Regions from separate parts of the Lactuca sativa genome. Here region 1 is linked to region 2. Evidence: chromatin contacts called from public Hi-C data. All regions are on one chromosome and are shown on one strand. Each heading gives the region's core, a stretch centred on a gene start, on an enhancer-like site or on the middle of the called end of the contact. The rest is flanking DNA. Distances are from core to core; before and after follow the strand shown. Region 1 holds the start of LOC111918024 (reticulon-like protein B2). Region 2 holds the start of LOC111918028 (probable NADH dehydrogenase [ubiquinone] 1 alpha subcomplex subunit 5, mitochondrial).

What was found. Hi-C and Micro-C count contacts between places; a contact is called where the count stands out from the background.
Region 1: a contact with region 2 is called in a Hi-C map of leaf, with 6 times the contacts expected there. The contact joins the promoter of LOC111918024 here to the promoter of LOC111918028 in region 2. A contact is called at or near these places in 2 of 4 Hi-C or Micro-C datasets (leaf and seed).

What each region holds. Positions count from the first base shown.
Region 1 is chr9:77,291,786-77,297,406 of Lsat_Salinas_v11, reverse strand. LOC111918024 (reticulon-like protein B2) reads right to left here and starts at 3,145. Exons shown (of 5, transcript XM_023913678.3): 1 at 2,819-3,145; 2 at 2,138-2,318; 3 at 1,878-2,019; 4 at 1,727-1,796; 5 at 1,192-1,642. The coding sequence starts at 3,038. The coding sequence ends at 1,476.
Region 2 is chr9:77,041,974-77,047,306 of Lsat_Salinas_v11, reverse strand. It overlaps LOC111918028 (probable NADH dehydrogenase [ubiquinone] 1 alpha subcomplex subunit 5, mitochondrial), which reads right to left and starts at 2,654. Exons shown (of 2, transcript XM_023913684.3): 1 at 2,212-2,654; 2 at 1,073-1,482. The coding sequence starts at 2,536. The coding sequence ends at 1,283. It overlaps LOC111918029, which reads right to left. Exons shown (of 9, transcript XM_023913685.2): 5 at 5,028-5,146; 6 at 4,737-4,917; 7 at 4,478-4,656; 8 at 4,200-4,382; 9 at 3,483-4,029. The coding sequence ends at 3,747.

The DNA.
Region 1 (5,621 bases), core at 1,896-4,395, 250 kb before region 2:
AAATACCACCGAACCACCACACCACCACATTTTCTCTCAAAAAACCGTTGAGAGAGAGAGAGAGAGAGAGAGAGAGAGAGAGAGTTGTCATCGCCACCTGTTCACAAATCTACACTCAAGGTGGTGGTTGTCGGAGGTGGCTTCGTCTTCTCCACCTGAAAGAAATATCCCCACCCTCATAAGTCGTCTCTCTCGTGTCAAGAACATCACCAGAAACCACCACTGGGAAAAAAAAGATCTAAAGAAAATTCCCCTTTGAAGCAGTCACCATTGTCCTTCTCTCTACCCCCATCCCCTGTCTCCCCCTTTCTTTCTTCTCTCATCTATGTTAACCCGTTAGAAACCACCACCATATACTCTGGAAACCACCGCTATAGATTTGGATTGCACTAAGAACCATAACTTCGAGATTTTCCAACAAACTCATTTCAGAAATCATTTATGAAGCTTCTCAACACTCTTAGACTTCCAGATTTAGATTCAAGATTTTTAGATTTGAAGTTTCATCCCCAACTTCTTTTACAGATTTGGTGTTGATTATGGTTTCGGATTTTGGGTTGTTTTGGTTTCAGATTTCAAAAAATTTGTGTTGATTTCATTTGGGTTTGAGTTTTAAATTCTGGTAACGTTTCAAATTAGATTCTAGAATCAGATTTGGGGGTTGCAAGAGTTGTCGATGGTGGTTTCAGGAGGTACCTGTTTGATTTTGCAATTCTCTACTTCTTGATTTCTTCAAGAACCTCTTGAAGTGTTATATTTTGATTTTTGGATTGTGTAAATAAAACTATTGATTTTAGTTTGGGTTTGGATACAAGTTTCAAGATAGTGAAGATGGAGGATTATTTCTTAAATTATTTTTAATAAATTGTAAAACAAATGATAAGTAAAAAAAACAGAAAGGGTAAAATAGTCATTTTATATTCGTCAAGGACTATCCAAGCGAGAAAAAATTATTACAGGGACGGTCCAAGTTAATTTTTGAAAATAGGGACTAAACATGTAATTTGACACTTGGACGAGGGACGAATCGTGTAATTTACTCTTTACCTTTTAACCCCTATATTTTATCATTTTACATGCATAAACATAATCTGTCATACAAAAAAAACAACTTACAGATTTATTACATTTTATCAACCAAACACTTTTTTTAAACTAAATTTTAAGAACATTCATAAGTTGACAAGCAAATTGAACTAATACAAAATTATATCCCCTTTCATTCATATGCTTGAAATAACTCCAACAAAAGTGTAAAGGGGGACTTAAATGTCTAAAACTTCATTACATCATATTACTGAATTTTGTTTAAATTATATCATTGATTCACCCCAAAGCGTATCAGATAACCAATGAAATAAATAAACTGAGCTTCTAGTTTATAAAAATATCACAAGTCACAACAAACGAGTGAGAAAGACACATCTAGTAGTACTTTAGTAGTAGTAGTAGTCACCTGAGATGAGAAAGAGAGTTTATGCAAACTTGTGCTTCAATGCTCCTACTGGAATCTTGCTCAAAACCTTCACACTGAAAACTGCATACTGCTTCTTAATCTCAGCCTCTGCTTTCTCACCAAAAGCATCAACTTTGTCCTCATATTTATCATAAAGATAAGGCAATGTGTGAAGCAAAACAAAGCCTGTGTTCATACTTAACAAAATTAGAAACTAAAAAAAAATCTTGAAATTGAAAACACAAAATCGAAAAATAATTCTTTTCTTACATATGTAGAACAATGTCAAGAAGTTCCAGCAGCTTCCAACAATTGAGAGAACCCACAACCCAGCAACCACCTGATGAAATAAAGATCAACTCATCAGTCATCAAACTTTGTTTTTTTTAACATAAGAGGGAGTTGTGGAAGAAATGCATACACCAAGAAATTTTTTGAGGTCTTTTCCTGAAGCAATGCATCGGAGGACTTCAAAAGCTTTGTTGATTTCAACCCTGAGAGCAGAGGCGACACCAAGAACAATATCTTCTGGGAGGTTGACTTCTGGGAACTTTGGTGGAGACCTTTTGTCACAATCATGAAAGAAAATGAGAGGTTAAGGAAGATAAAGATGGATTAAAGTACGAGACAATAAAACAAAAAAAAAAAGCAAGGAGATTCATTGATTGATTGATTAATTACTTGTTGATGAAGCTTGCGGCATTGGACCACAGGAAAAGGACTGCTAGAGCTAAGATTAGAGTATGGCATACTAGTGTAAGTAAGTGATATTCAACCAACTCAAAAAGCACCCATATCAATGTGGCAAACCCGAGCACACCAGCAGAAACCTTCTTGTCCTTCCAGAGGAAGATATCAGCAGCTGTTGTGATGAATTTGAAATGTGTAAGAAAGAGAAAGAACAAGAACACTAGCAAATAGTTATAGCAACACAAGAGATTAGTACATCAGTAAAGTCATTTGATATAAGAAAATCAGTCGAAGTATCGTATACTTATGAAACTGATCACCATAGAGAGATCGAGATCTTAATGTTTGAATGATTAAACTCAGGTGTAAGTAACTAACATACTACAATCGATAGATCGAAAGAGGTTTAACGTATAATGTTAGCCAAGCAATGGAGTCAACGGATGCTTCAGATATGAAATCGGAAACAATCATTGCAGATCTAGATCGGAGATACGATGCGAATCTGACGAAACTATGATTAATAAATAAGATTAGAGATCCAGTTCATAATCAACCTAAACTATTCATCCATGTAAAACGAAAACGATTACTAATCGTGAACATAAAAGCTTAGTGATCTACAACAGTAAATACGTTAAAAGTAAGTACAGCAAGAAAAAATGTGCATACGTTTGCCGCCTCCTAGGAGCTTGTGAACAGGCTTCTCCCTCCCGAAGAGCCGATAAATCTTGTCCTTTACATCGGACACAGATGAACTCTTCTTGCCTTCATTGTCGGAATCTGAAGACGAAGAAGAATCGTCTTTGTGAAACGTCTCGGAGATCTTATCCTTGACAGATTCAACGAATGAATCCTCCTTCTCGTGTTCACCGGCGACGTTATCGGCCATATCTTGATAAACAGTTACCGGATCTGAGGGAGATTCGGCGCCGGAATTCAAGAGAAGATGTGCGACTTTTTGAAAAAAATTCGGGTGTGTGAAGAGAAATAGAGAATGAATAAGAATCTGTAGACTTAAGGAGGAGGTTCGTAACCGAACCTTAGGCTCGGGATACACGAAGCTAATTGCTTTTTACGAGAACCAATGAGAAGCGAGTGTGCGGCAAAAGTGGGGAGCGGGAATTCCGTTTAAATTCACGGCGTTAGGGTTGACGGTGGGATCTTATATTATGGGCTGAGACCCTTAAAAGGCTTCATAATATGCTTTGGGCTCATTAAGCAAACTTTCTTTTCTCATTTTTTTAGAGTTAGGCCTTAGGAATTAGGAATGAGACAATAACTAATCTATCTGTCTCATTATTTTTCACTTAATAGCTAAAATTAGTCTTGCAAAAACGTAGTTTTAAAAAAACAACTGCTGTCTCGTGGAAATCTATGGTTTCTAGGCTTTGTATAATTTCTTTTTTTCATTTTTTGTCACGAAACCCTAAGTTTCTAAAATACCTACGGTATGCTCCACGTAGGGGTGAACAAACCGGTTTTTTTTCAAACCGAACCGGTTTAGTTCGGTTCACTCCCTAGCCAATCAAACCGGTTCTAAACCGGTTCAATCGATTCTAAACCGGTTCGGTTCGGTTCCATACCGGTTCCAAACCGGTTCACACGATATAAACCGGTTTCAACAACTAAAATCTCGAATGGGTGTAAACCGGTGGTTCGGTTCTCAAACCGGTTCGGTTCACTGTGGACCGATTTAGCGTAAACCGGTTTACCGGTTCTTTGACCGGTTCGGATCTTGAACCGGTTTTTTTGTGCATGACTAGCTCCAGGGAAACTACGGTTTTTCAAAGAATAGTTTAGTGGAAACCTACGGTTTTAAGAACTAAGTTACGGTTTGGTGTTTTTTTATAGTTGACTACTATTTGCTATATGTGGACTACTATTTCATATGAAGCCTATGGTTACCTTTAACTTTTCATTTTTTTTATTTTTTTTGGAACAAAAGTTAACACAATGCTATTATATCTCTTAGTGTAAAAGATATTAAAAAAAATCAGGAATAGTAGGCTTCATAAGAAACCTACGGTGTACAAGCAATCAATTTACAAACTGTGCATTACCTGTTTGTACACCATAGGTTTCTTACGAAGCCTATGATTTCCTTTTTTCCGTTTTTTTTCCAACTAAAATCAAACCCACGATGGTAGATCTTGTACTAAATAAGAAAAAGCAATAAAAAAAACACGAAGAATCAGAGATATGCATGATGGTTGTTGGGAGCCTCCATTGACAGAGTTCTTCCTCACTTGAAACACAAAAAATAACCTAAATGAAATTTTGCAATTTTATATATTGTGGGCTGAGGGGCCTTGAAAAAATAGACGGACTACGAAACAGTAGCCCATTAGTATGAAAATTGTAGTCAAACTGCCGTTGATCGTAGTCAACTAGCGTTGACCATAGGTTTCTCTAAAAACATACGATTTCATGGCTAAAATGGGTTAATTTCTAATTTTTTGCTACAAAGTGAAAGTCATCAGGCAGAATGGCTAGATTAGTAATTTTCTCATAAATCATATATTTTAAACTAAATCGGTTCAGATTTTTCTCAATAAACAAAACCGGTTTGGGGAAATTCGATTTGGAGCCAAAAAAGTTCGATTATAAAGAACCGGTAAAACCTATGTTTTCATCATTTTTGTTAGATTTGGTTTCGGTCTGAAAGATAACAAAAGTTTACATGATTGATCACAAACCGGCATGATTTAAATTGTTTTTTTGTCATTCGGGATTGTTGACATCTTTCTATTTTAAAATTTTTGAAAATTGTTTTCAGGCGTTTGAGATTATATAAGGGTCAAAAGCAGTCTTCAATAACCTCAAAAACCTTTGTAGCAACAACAATTTAAAACTATAAGGGAGGAGGGAGTCGTTCCCATTGAACCCACCGAACTCACTGCCACATCAGCTTTTCTTTTTGATTTTTCTTCATCTTTTCGAACCCACAACACACGGAAATCCTATCTTTTTCAACCCATTCAACTCACTCAATTAAAAAAAATACCAAACAACTAAGGTACAAGTCTTAAAATATATGGTACAAGAGAAAATGAGAGAGAAAGTAGAGAGAGAGGATGAAGTGGGTTCGTGAAACCAATCAAACAACCCGCCAAAGAGGGAGTGGTACCGGCGGTATCTCTATTGCTAATTGAGATTTTACCTTGATTATTTTGTATATTTTTTTAATTAAGTGGGTTGAGTGGGTTGAGAAAAATAAGATTTTCGTGTGTTGTGGGTTCGGAAAGATAAAGAAAAAAAAAACTGATGTGACAGTGGGTTGGATGGGTTCAACGAGAACGACTCTCTCCTCCATAATGGATGGAAATGATATTTTTCTTACTATATAAAAATTTGTCTCTATTAAGGTTTGAAAACCGGTTTGACAAAAACTATATGCAAACCTGTATAATATTTCAAACTAGCACTAAATAAAAGATTCGATCCCAAACCGAATTGGTTTGCATAGATTTTT
Region 2 (5,333 bases), core at 1,405-3,904:
ATCATAAAGATTCATAAATAGACATGAATTCGTATATGTAGATTAGTCTTGATCTATAAGGAGACCACCACCGAATACTTCGAATTCCATCACTTGTTCAAGGTTATTAACATCCTTTAATCATTAGATATATCATCTGTCGGTTTTTTTTTAACAGATAAATTTTATAAAACTAAAAAGATGCTAATATATAAATACATCATACAAATAAAATAGGGAGGGTGAGGTTTTGTAATTACAAGAAAAACATTTGATCAATTTTATTTCGTTGAATTTATTCAGAGTTTTGAAACTTTATTTTATTGTAATCACTATGTTTTCATTTTAAACATTATCCCATTACGTTCACTTGATACATCATGACATTTAGGTGTCCTATTTTCAGTTATAGCAACCTACTTTTCAATATATAGAATTCTTACTTAATGTTTAGTATCACCTTATTAATGAATTAAAAATACTATTTTCTCAAGGCGACTTCATAATCCATAATCCATAATCCATAACGAAATTTTAATATAAATACAAACATTGGTAACTACTTAATAATCTTCCCATTTCTTATTTCTATATCATATATTCCAACAATTTTTACCACTAATTTGTTCATAATCATCCAACTTATCAACATATAAGGTTACATTTCTTTTCCCTACTTTTATCCAATATTAATGCTTACTTTTCTGTTCCCCTGATATAAAACTTTAATTAGATGAGAATTAATGGTTTGCAACTTATAGACATTACATTTTAATCAAGAATGAACTGTAAATAATACAAATCCATATTTTATGAAAACATTTATTTATTTATTTATACAAGATAGAATATGTTTCATGGTGTTTAGGAAGAATCTCACAAATCAATATTAGAAAATTCTATGAATATGTTTTTCAATTATTTCCTTGTAGCTATTTCTTTTATTTTCTCACACTAAATGACCATTTTACCCTTACATTCCAAAAAACAAATTTCACAATATTCATCAATTGTAATATGAGAGGACTAAAAAGGGAAAAAGTAAGTGTCTTAATGCATAAAGCCATGCTTTTTGGCTTAACCCATTAAGTCATTCTATCCAAATTAAGTATTAAGCCATTAAATCAAATAGAAACAGCCCCTACAGAAAACATAGTGGACACCACCAGCCAAATCTGTGTTTATTAGCCTCCAAACACTTAGTTATTCAGACAAAACATGAACAATAATTCTGAAAATAGCAAAGATTTCAGCTTTCTATAAATAGAAACAAACCCGGAAAGAAAGAAGCATGATTTGTTGCTCATTGGGAACTTGCAGGGATTGCTGACTCATCTTTTTTAGCAGGAGGCTCCAATTTTCCAGTCATGATAGCATCCAGAGTCTTGTAAAACTCCTCAGGAAGTGGACCAGGTCGGTGTAGTGGAACATGCTTAGGGACAGGAGCGTCATTTTCAACTACTTCACATTCGTAGTCATCGGGTACACCCCATGGGTCCCACTCTGCAATTTGGTACCAAAAGATGTCAATGCATTTTGGTTCTTTATTACAAAATTGTAATTGTAGGAAATGAAGATATAAGATTACTCGAGCTAAAAACCAGGAAGCCAATGATTTGAAATGAAGTTCTGTTGGAATTGTTGCCAAAAAAGTTGATAGAAACAGTAAGCAGTGTAAAATCATGTGCATTAGTTTCACAACAGGAGAATTGTTGGTATTGTTTTCATGTGTTGTGTTCTAAATGTCATTTTGGAACTTGTAGGAATATATTCAGATATTCACTGCATTGAATTAGTAAGTGGAGTGTGGAGAAGAGATTAGTAATAAATAAACTTTAGGTGATGAGAATTAGAATTACAATTATGAGAGAAATAGATCAATATGTAGCAGAAAAAAGAGAGAAATTTTACAAGTCAAACCAAGAACACCATGAATTTTACATGATTCAATCAGGAAAGCTAACATAGATGCTGTGGCCTAGGGCCAGAATTGAAGAAACATCAGTTGAAGATTTGAACTAACTATTCACCAATTCAAGTCCAACTACAAAACACTAACTAAATTCGTATAACCTGTGAAATGAAATGTATGTACCCACAAAAGCCATCAGTAACAGTAGATCAAACAAAATACCTAATTCATCTCTATGATTTGACTAATACTCATCGTCAATTTATCATTGATCGAATTGAAGGATTTGTTTAAAAGAGAGGGAGAGAGGGAATTGGTACCGATCATTTTGTCAATGAGTTTGAGCTCATCCTGAGCTTCTTCAATGAGTTCCTCAACTTGACCACAACCAAGTCGCTTCTCAATGACTTCCCAATCTTCTTCCTCTTGGCATACCTTCAATCGGTGGCGCGTGAAGCTCTCAACGGCCTTCCGATAGCCTTCGTCCTCAGGTACACGCTGGATCTCGTTTAGGGTTTTGTTGTAAAGACCAATTAGCACGTCCCTTGCATTAGGAACCACCTCGAGACCGACGATCCCCGTTGTTTCCTTCACCCTGGCCATCATCATCAATGACGATGGCCGAGCAAACCTCCGCAGAAACATCTTTCTCTCTCACTTTCTATGGATCTCTCTCCCACCCTGTTTGGTGCTCGGATACTGGAAGCGATGAGCGATTTTGTGCTGTGTAGAAATTAGAATTGCAGATTACCGTTTACGAAATGGATCATACCCGTCGGCCCATTTATATGATGGTTTATGGCTTTATGCTATTTACACGAAAATTACTCCACAATATTTTTTTTATAATAACATTTATTTTAGAATAATAATAATAATAATAATAACAAATTTGAGGATAAATAGCCAAATAGGTCATCCTATGTAACAATAATCTTTTGGAATTGTTTACTTAATAATAATAATAATAATAATAATAATAATAGATAAATCAATATTTTTTTGTAAATTGACATATACATTGTTGGTCATTAAAAAGCAAGGTTACGATCCATATAGGTTTTTAGGGTTAAACATTACTAAGATGGTAGATTGATTTCAATACATGATAACACTTTCAAATAAATTCCGAGTATTGTCAAATAAGTTAGAAGAAAAACTAATCAAAAAATCGTTTATTTGTTTTAACAATAAGCTTTTATTTAATTTAATCCAAAAAACTTAAAACTGTTTATTATTGATACCAAACAATGCTCACTAGTAAGCACTTTAAATAAGTAATCTCAAACCCCTTGAGAATGTCTTACGCCAATTATACCATTTAGTTTTTAACAATACATACTTTTTTATATATCCATAGTAATTACACATTTATATTTAATTATCCATAATGACAACATAATTTTTTCACAATTATTATCATAAGTAACGTGAAATTTGTAAATGTATTTGATTAGTCAAGTATAATTCAAAAACCTATATTTCTCTACAACATTACCTAGTAATATTATTTCTTTTTGATGCCTTAAAGATCTTGATTTTGACTCTCGATAGTCAACCAACCACATCAAAACCACACCATGCTCGACTATTATTAATCTAACCAATAATTTAAGAAATCCCATCTTACAACACAACAATCATTATCATAATATACATTTACAAATCAACTAATTACCAAATTATCCAATTCCTACTCTAATCACATGTTTGGCAAAACGAGCTTTTAGTAACTTTTAAACTTTTATGTTTTATGTAATTTTACACCTAAAATCTCAACGTTGCTTTTGCAAAAACAAAAGTTACAGCTTCCAGCTGACAGCTAATTTTGCCAAACACACCCTGAAAAAAAAACTTAGCTTCTGGCGGATCGAGGGCGGACCCATCTAGCCGAACTAGCTTTCGACAAACCCGAATAATAATCACCCACATTCGCCACAAAAAGCGGGTCCCTTTCATTATCATATTTACTTTCACTAAACCCATTGTTCCCATCATCTGTGTTTTCCAATTCTTTTGTTAAATCATCCATTGTTTTTTTCAAAGTCGCCTTGCTCATGGGCCCCGCCTCACCTGTTGCAACACCAACCATCGTGATTTTTGGAAGAAAAGGATTCGGGTGCGCTTCTTCTTTCACACTGGTAGACAACAAAAGGACAAAATGAGGGTAAATTTGTAATTTTGTAAACGTATCATTGGAGGAACCATATAAGCAACAAAATGAAACCACAATGATAAATTTGACTGAACTTGTCGTTTTGGGTATACTACAGGGACTAAAATTGTAATTTAGTATTTTGGGTGTCACCTTTTGTCTGAAAGGTTATGATCATGATCCTGAAGTGGTTTTAACCATGGATTAGTGAACCAATCTCCAAAGGGGGAATGGAATCCTGTTTTAAGCTGGAGTTGTTTGTTGTCGGAATCGGAATCGGAATCAGGAATTCCATCATGAGGTAACATGGATGCCCTTTGAACAGAAGCTGCACTCCTGCAACAATATAAACATATTGTGTCATGTCAATAATAAGACAAAAGTCGCAACTTTTTATCCGATAAGCAAAAAGACGTAAATACCCTCGTTACCTTTTCTCAAATGAGTCAACCACATACGGGAACTTGGGTTGAATTCCAGTGGCTTTTCTCAACCACCTATTTCCAAGAATCACTTTATCCACTGTATACAAAAGCTGTATCTCTGCAGCTTTTGTAATAACACTTAATGGTATAGAAGGAGCACCAATTTCATCCAAAACCTCCTGAACCTGTATGTGTCATCAAATTACCAAATTACCCGTAAACCGTTTAAATTTATTCATCTTTTTTTTTTCATTAAAATTTATACCTCAGGGGGTTCCCACACGTTGTCTGTATTGTCTTCAAGCAAATCTGAGCCCATACTGTCATCAATAATATCGCGACGCCTTTGTAAATGTCGTGTCTGAATTAAGGAATGGAAATGTTGGTCAACGGAATCTTCTAGAATGTCATCTAGCATGCTTTTATTGAAGAAATATGGAGTATACCTAATAAGATGGAAATGGAAGGAAGATATTTTGAGATGAATAAGAAACTATTACTATGTCATGAATGATTTTTATTGAATAAAGAACATAAATAATTAGATAGTAATTACCACTTAATTCCATCAGATGTGGCTATTGCAATGTCTAAGTTTTGTGCAGTGAAAACTGGAACTCCTTCGAATTTCTTTTTCTTTCGTCTGTTCTTAAGAAGTTTGTTTGCTTCCTTGACCTGCATAAAGATCATACTACTTTGAGAAAATTACAAAAACGGTCCCTGGGTATCGTTGTTTTTTGCATTTTTGGTCCTAAAAAGTTTTTTCTTACGATTTTGGTCCTGGTTTTGATATTTCTTAACTATAAAGGTTCTTGTTCGAGTAAACTACTTTTTTGGTCCCTGAGTATAGCTGATTTTTTTC